2 separate regions of the Pan troglodytes genome follow, and region 1 is linked to region 2. The links are chromatin contacts, called in public HiChIP or PLAC-seq maps. All regions are on one chromosome and are shown on one strand. Each heading gives the region's core, a stretch centred on a gene start, on an enhancer-like site or on the middle of the called end of the contact. The rest is flanking DNA. Distances are from core to core; before and after follow the strand shown. Region 1 holds the start of EPC2 (enhancer of polycomb homolog 2). Region 2 holds the start of ORC4 (origin recognition complex subunit 4).

What was found. HiChIP or PLAC-seq counts read pairs in DNA pulled down with a chosen protein or histone mark.
Region 1: a contact with region 2 is called in an H3K4me3 HiChIP or PLAC-seq map of stem cell-derived excitatory neurons, with 6 times the contacts expected there. The contact joins the promoter of EPC2 here to the promoter of ORC4 in region 2. A contact is called at or near these places in 1 of 7 Hi-C or Micro-C datasets (stem cell-derived neural progenitor cells) and 1 of 1 datasets of contacts at active chromatin or transcription factors (stem cell-derived excitatory neurons).

Annotation. Positions count from the first base shown.
Region 1 is chr13:50,681,462-50,685,100 of NHGRI_mPanTro3-v2.0_pri, forward strand. It overlaps EPC2 (enhancer of polycomb homolog 2), which reads left to right and starts at 2,140. Exons shown (of 14, transcript XM_016949790.3): 1 at 2,140-2,581. The coding sequence starts at 2,429.
Region 2 is chr13:50,055,743-50,059,314 of NHGRI_mPanTro3-v2.0_pri, forward strand. ORC4 (origin recognition complex subunit 4) reads right to left here and starts at 1,808. Exons shown (of 14, transcript XM_054679026.2): 1 at 1,673-1,808. MBD5 (methyl-CpG binding domain protein 5) reads left to right here and starts at 1,769. Exons shown (of 14, transcript XM_054679016.1): 1 at 1,769-1,906.

The DNA.
Region 1 (3,639 bases), core at 890-3,389, 630 kb after region 2:
CCTGAATTTGAGCCCAGTTCTGCAAGGTGTTGCAATTGAAATTTGGCAAATTATCTGATGCTCAGTTTTCTTATTGGTAAAATTATATTTTTTCATAAAATTATAATAAGAATTAAGTGGAATTCAACTAGTTGAGATAATATATATATAACATGTTACTACAATGGATGGTATATTACACATACTTGATATTTCCTTTTCTGAGAGAAACAGTAAAACTAAACATAGGGACTAGAAGAAAGCTATCCTTTCTGAACCTGAGGAGGGCTGGGCATCCAGATGAAAGCTCTGGATGACTCATTTCTTCAACTATTGCTTTTTTCTTCCCTTTCAGGCTTGAACCCTGTGCTGACCCCCTCCCAAGAACTTCTTGTTCTTGCTTCCAGAGGATTGGAACTGTTCCAGGGGTAGCACTTAGAGAGCAGGACATGCCCATAAGCTTGAGGAAGGTACTGCTTACAAGAAATGAGTCACAGCAACTCCATTGCTTCCAACAACAAAGTGGATGAAAAACACTCAAGCCCCACTAAACAATACTCGGAGTTTGGCTGCGACAGACTGGTTAGACTATTTGGACACTACCATGAAGACTATATCCACCATTCTGCCTTCAAAGGAGGAGACTGTAGAGAGAAAAGGGGAAGAGGAACAGGAGGAAAAGGGGGGAGGGGAGGAAGTGGAGGAGGGGAAGAAGGACGTAATAGAGGAAGAGATATAGTTTTATTGTCACATAGAAATGACAGTAGGAATCAATTTTTTCACTGTTGGTCTTTAGGAAATCATCTGCCTTTCTCTGGGTTAGACAGAGTATGATCGATTATTAGAAAATGGTAAAATGTGTTAAAAACTCTCTTTGTACGGTTTTGTGAGAAATGCGTAATGCTTAAAGACTAACCAAGAGACTCTTGGCTAAACCAGGTTGATGTCAACAACAGCTAGTACTTATTTGAGTCACCTTGATTTTCCCTCCTCTTGAGAACTTTCTCTAACCAGTTTAGGCTGCAGTCATGCCTCTTTTCCTTTCTCTGAACTCTCACAATTATTGCCTAGATCTCGTTTGGTAATTAATCAGGTGCTACTTACTGCCTGTGTCATCTCTTGTATTGTTTTCTTAAAATATTTACACTTTTTTTTCGGTTGTCACTTATCTTTCCAGCTGTCATTTTCTTCAACTATTTACGTCTGTGTTACTCATCTTTCCAGCCATCCTGGCATCCCATTAAGGTGAAAGCTCTCTGAGGCAGGAACCTCTTCTCAGATTTCTTCGAGTCTTCCACAGCACCCCACATTTGACACACAACTGCTACTTCGCAAATGTGTGCTGTCTTGGCTAAATTTTTAGAAGCTGAACTTTTAGGAAAGCTACTATTTTTGAACTCAGAAAAATACCTACCATCCACTAAACAGCTGTACCGAAGTTTGGGTGACAGGGAACCTAAGTTCACTTGTTGCATCTGGCAGCCTCAAACCATGAACCCTCACTGCTGCCCTGAGCATCCTCCCCGCGAAAGCGAGGATGAACGCGCTGCTGCACCTTGGAGAGCTCTTTCGGACAGGTACGGAGGGGAGGGCGTAGAAGAGGGCTGGCACCAGCAGCGCGGTCCAGTCCTCCGAACGGACTGATGGGACTGATGGGAGAGACCTCTTGCACCTCTCGGGGATGTGCGCCTCGGAGGATGCGAATTAGCCTGCGCACAGGGCGCCTTGGGGATAAGCGCTGTCCGAGTACAGGCTTGGGTGATGGCTGGTGGGGTCCGGGTCGACATCTTCCCTTCCCGCTCCCGGACTTCTGCACAAACGCGCTGCTCGGCGCAGCCGTCTTTGCCCGGCGCCTTCCTCCGGGACACCCAGCGAGAGGGGTGACCGGGCGGCGGAGGGAGAGGCGCACGCTCCCGGGCGCGGGCGAACTTGCGCACCTGGCACCTGCCACACAGCGAAAGCACCGGCCGGCGAGCGGAGGGGCGCCGCCCCCGCCCCCTCTCCCCGGAGCCGACCGAGACCGAGCACGCTCCCGCGGGCCGGCAGCGCCGCGGAGAGAGTGGGTGGGCAGGCGAGGGAGGGGAAGGGAGAGGAAGGAGGGAGGGAGGGAGAGGGCGAGGCGCGTTCCCGCGACGGGGGCGCGCTCTCGCGCGGGCTGCCGGGATCGCTCGCCGCCGCTGTGGTAATGTCCGCCATGTTGGCCATGGCGCAGGGAGCGGATCGGGCGGGCGAGCGGCGGATCTAGTGTGTGGAAGCGGCCGCGGGCGGCGGGGGGCTGTTTTCGGGCGGGGTGGGCGCCCATGCTGTGGCCGGGGGCAGTGAGGAGGAGGAGGAGCGGGCCGGCCGCGCTGCACTGAGGAAGGAGGTGGAGGAGGCGGCGGGAGTCCTCCCCCCCTCCCCGCCCGCCCCGCCGCCGCCGCCCGGGCTGTTCCTGTAAGGCGGGGAGACAATGAGTAAACTCTCCTTCCGAGCGCGGGCGCTGGACGCCGCCAAGCCGCTGCCTATCTACCGCGGCAAGGACATGCCTGATCTCAACGACTGCGTCTCCATCAACCGGGCCGTGCCCCAGATGCCCACCGGGATGGAGAAGGAGGAGGAATCGGTAGGGACTCGAGTGTTTATTACCCCCCCTTCCCTCCTCCCCCCTCCCCTTTGTCAGTCGGGCCTCGCCATTCACAGAGCGCTTTACGCTCGCTGGAGGGCGCCGCTGCCGCTCTAACGCACGGGACTCTACGCCGGCGGAGTAGCGTAAACCCTCTCGGCCGGCGTAGCGCCCGCCCGCGGCCGCCATGTTGTTGCGTCCCAGTGTTGTGATTAGCTCGCAGCGCTGCTTACGCTGCCGTAAGGGGGCCTTGCCGTAAGCGGCGGCCGGGAATGGCGCAGGGGATGCGCTGGCCGCACTTGGCGTACGGTCTCTGTTTACCTTTCCACCTCCCTCCCCCAGGCGCGGGGCTAATTAATGGCATGGTATTATTTGGCTAGGCAAGATTATTATTTTTTCCACTTTTAACTTTGGCTTTGTATTGAGTTCTCTTTGAAATGACTGTGGAAGGGTGCTTTCAAAACAAACATCTTCCTCCCAGTAATGTAATCATCCTGGCTCCCCCGCCCGCGAAGGTGCAGCGGGATGAGGCGGTGCAGCACTGCGGCGGGGGAGGGCGGGGGCCACGACTACCGAGCGGGTCGTAGCGTCCGAGGGCCGCCCGCCGGCCAGTTCAGCCGACCCGAGCCGGGCGCGGGGCGGACGGGCTCTGCCTGCTCCGCCGGGACGGCCGTGCTCCGTGCGCAACGTTAGAGAGGAGCCGGGGATGCCCCGAAGCGAGCCGCCGGCGTAGCGTTGTCCTCGAGAATTGTCATTGCGAGGTGGTCCTTAGAAGTTGAGGACCTAGTGCATCTAAATTGGCAGTTGTAATTTTGATAATACAGCACCTTTTGGGAAAACTGCTGCTTTTCCTCCGATGGGTTAAATTTTGCAGACGGTTGGATTTCATCTGGCTTGACAGAGAGTGTTTATGACTCGAGTGGTGTTACTTGCGTGCGAAGTTCATAGTAACTGCACCCTCAAGAATTTCTTCAATGAACCTACAGTCCCGCCTTATTGTCAACCTCGGGTGTGTGTGGATTGGTTCTCTTGCTTCAGTGACTGTCAAAAGGAAGCTC
Region 2 (3,572 bases), core at 558-3,057:
AACCAGTACTGTTTCACTATAAAAGCTTTACTAATGTAAATTTATAAATCCTTTCTTAAATATTTTGAGTTAATTCTAATTTTATGATAGAAATTCATTATTTTCAGCAAAAACAGCTGGCATTTGGGAAACCAAAGGCTCAAAAACTAAGAATAGTAACCAAAGAAACTTGACAAAACAGTCCTTTTAAAACTCTCATCTACACTATAAGGGGAAACTTTGATCACGTCCCTTCTCCCTCATCAACATTAAGGACTACACAATCCCACATCCCTCTCCGAGAAAAAGCAAAGGCTTTGTGTTGTAGCAACAACGCAAGACATGGAGGGAAGCTCCACTCAAGACTTCCCTGCCTGCTCCTTCCCCAAAGCCACTCCAGAATACCAGAGAGGGTTGAGAGGTAAGGCATGAAGGGCGCAATATCCAATATGAGCAACGCGTGTGATGCATCTGGTCAAAATGCATACAGAGGACTTGTCTCTGTCCCTAGACAGAAGTCCTCCGTCCTGCAGTCATGAGGGTCAATTGCTGAGGCTTCACAGTTCCCTTCTCTCTTACACTCGGACCGTCACGCTCCTCACCTACTACCCCGATGCAGAGGTAGTCTCAGGACTCCCTGCACTTGTCAAGGATTCGTCGGCAAGCTCACGGGGCGGGAGTGGCCACAAGACGGAGCTCGCCTGGTCCTGGCCTTCCCGGCCTATACAAGTCTGCCCCCTTCCCAATTCCCAATCTCCACAGCCTTCCATCCTCCCACTTTCGATTCACCTTGCGCCACCGACGCCCCTGGCCTTCGTTTGCAGCAAGTTTACCCCCACCATTACCTCTCGCATAAAAGCCTGCATTTACCAGGACAAAGAGGGGAACCAACGCCTGCAGGAATCGCTTCACCGAATCGCCTGGCCGCGTCCTCTGCTAGGCTTCACGGGCCGCTGCGGACCGTACACAACCACTCCCGGCATGCCCCGCGCACGCACTACCTCTCCCACCCCGCCCCTCTCCCGCCCAAACACGTGACCTCCTTTCGTCTCCGTCCACGCCCACTTCCGTTCCTCCACTTTCCCTTAGGAAGGAGGAGGGAGCTGGGGGTGTTAAAAGCGTAGCGACTTCCTCCTCCTCCCCGCCCCCGCTCCTGTACCTCCCGCTACAATGTCTTCCGGGTCGCTAGCGCCTCGACGCCTTCTGGGAAAATAGCTCATTTCCTCCCCTCCCCCTCCTCCTGCCTTCAACCAACCAGCCACCCGTCAGAGAGGGACATGCGCAGTGAGTGCCTCCCGTCTCTTCTACCCGAACCCCCCCTCCCCCCCAAGCAGAGAGACCCCAGCAGCAGCAGCAGCTGATGATGAAGAGAGAGGCAGTGGCAGAGGGGGGGCACCTTTTATTTCTATTTTTAAAGGGACAGGACACTAATTCTACCCCACTTCAACCTTGAATTCAGGGGGGTGGGGGGAAGGCGGCTGAGTTCCTTCCCCCACCTTCCAGCCCTGAGCCCTGAGAGGGGGATTGAGCCTGAGAGAGGAGAAGGAGTTTCTTCTTCTTCGAAAACCCCCATCCACGACTCCTACCCCCTCACCCCTCCAACTCGCCTCCCTCCCGAGCCCCCTCCACCCTCCTCCTCTTTGGCCGTGAGAGGAGGAGAGAAAGAAACCAAAAGCCTCTTAGCAACACAGACCCTTTGCTGCTGCTGTTGCTGCTGCTGCTGCTGTTGCTGCTGCTGCTACTGCTGCTGCTGCTACTGCTGCTGCTTGGCCCTGGCTGGAGACATCTCACTACACCCAGGAGCAGCCACTTCCCCAGCTCTCCTCCTCCTCCTTCGCCTCCTCCTCCTCCACTCCCCCCCTTTATTACCCTTTGTGTCATCCTCCACAGCTCCAGGGAAGGCACTCAAAAGTGGGGGGCAGGAAAGGTAAGTGTGTCTGTGGGGGCTTCATTGCCTTCCTCTGGCTCTGACTTTCACTCCGGGGCAACAGTAGCACCAAACCACATACGCAGTGGAGCTCCGGGGTGAGGAGGGGGTGGTGCTGGGGGGGTGAAGGAGGGGTTGGAGTAGGGAGGGGTGTGTGAGGTGGGGTGCCCATCCTGTCAGGGGAGGAAGGGCACTTTTATTTTTATTTGCTGTTGTCAAAAGTGGTTTCTCTCCTCCATCTAACATCTGATTGTGTCTTGCTCCAGTGGGGGAGAATACAAAAACAACCCCCTCCTTCCTCCAATGAGGCGCCAGGGAAAGAGACAGAAAGAGGCACACTTTCTAGATGTCACTTAAAAAAAATTCATTGGAGAGCTCTTTTTCTCCGGGAAAAGCTCCACTGCATTTGTTTCTGAGTGGGAAAATGTCGGGATCTGGATTGTATTGGAACTGCTTATCCATTTGTAGACCTGAGTGTTTTCCCCTTTTTGGTCCTGTATGAGATTTGGATATTGACTTCAGTGTTGGAAGACTTGATTGGTTTTTGCTTTAAGGGTTTCATTTTCCATTTTTTCGTTTTGTCTGACTTCCATGGAAAATTTCAAATTTTTAGTTGGTAGAGGCCTTTGGTTAGGTTTTGACTTGCATTATTGCTTTTTTTTTGGGTTAAATGTCTGTTTCATATATCAGTATATAAAGTCCAAAGCTCTAAAATGCTTAAAGTTTAAATGCCACTGCTATTGTCTGTTCCCACATACGTTCCTGATACTTATTTTCCATATGATGAGAATATTAGCTATTTTATAATTAATCTGGGTATATTTGTAATCTTTGTAACTTGTCTGAACAAGTAATCCCCATTGAAAACTTTATGTTGTTCTGGCTGCATGGAAGGCCAAACCTCTCCATCAATAGTTTGCTGGATTGGTACCACTTTCAGTTTTAGCTGAATTATTTATTTACTGTTGTAAATTGAGATGAGTTTTTCATCTCAATTTCTCTTGGGGTTCTGAACCAAATTGCCCACTGTATGTAAAAGTACACAAATTTCTAAAATATGTTTTCATGAGTCAAAGAAATCATGAACTTATAGTTAGTATATTAATATCAGTTAGCTATAAATTGAAAGGTAAATCCAGATTTAAGTTTATGGAATAACAATATTGATAAAAATCACTTCATTTTTGTATAATATGTTCTTAGTGCATAGCTTTAAAATTCAGTGCTGTATTTTATTTCACAAATGTTAGAAAGTATGTTTCTGATGTAGGCCTTTTACTAGGGCTTATATTGGAAAGTGTTATTTTGTTTCATATATACATTTCTTTATTCTTTCCTTGAAGATGGATGCACACATGCATATACACACACTCTCTTTCGCTCTCGCTCTCTCTCCCTCACACCCTTTTTTTTTTTTTTTTTTTGTAACTGCATTGGTATCTCTGATCCCATAATTTATGTCAGCAAAAAATATTCTTCTGTAAAGCAGCAATTTTGTGATCAGACTGGCAATATGAAAACAGCAATTTGATCAACTAGAAAGGATTGAAGAAATATAAATCTAGAAGGATATTTGGCATAAATATTATAAAGACATGATAATACTTCTAATTTTTTATTTTCTTGATGGTTAAAGCTAAAACATATATTTTAGTGACAGTGAAGC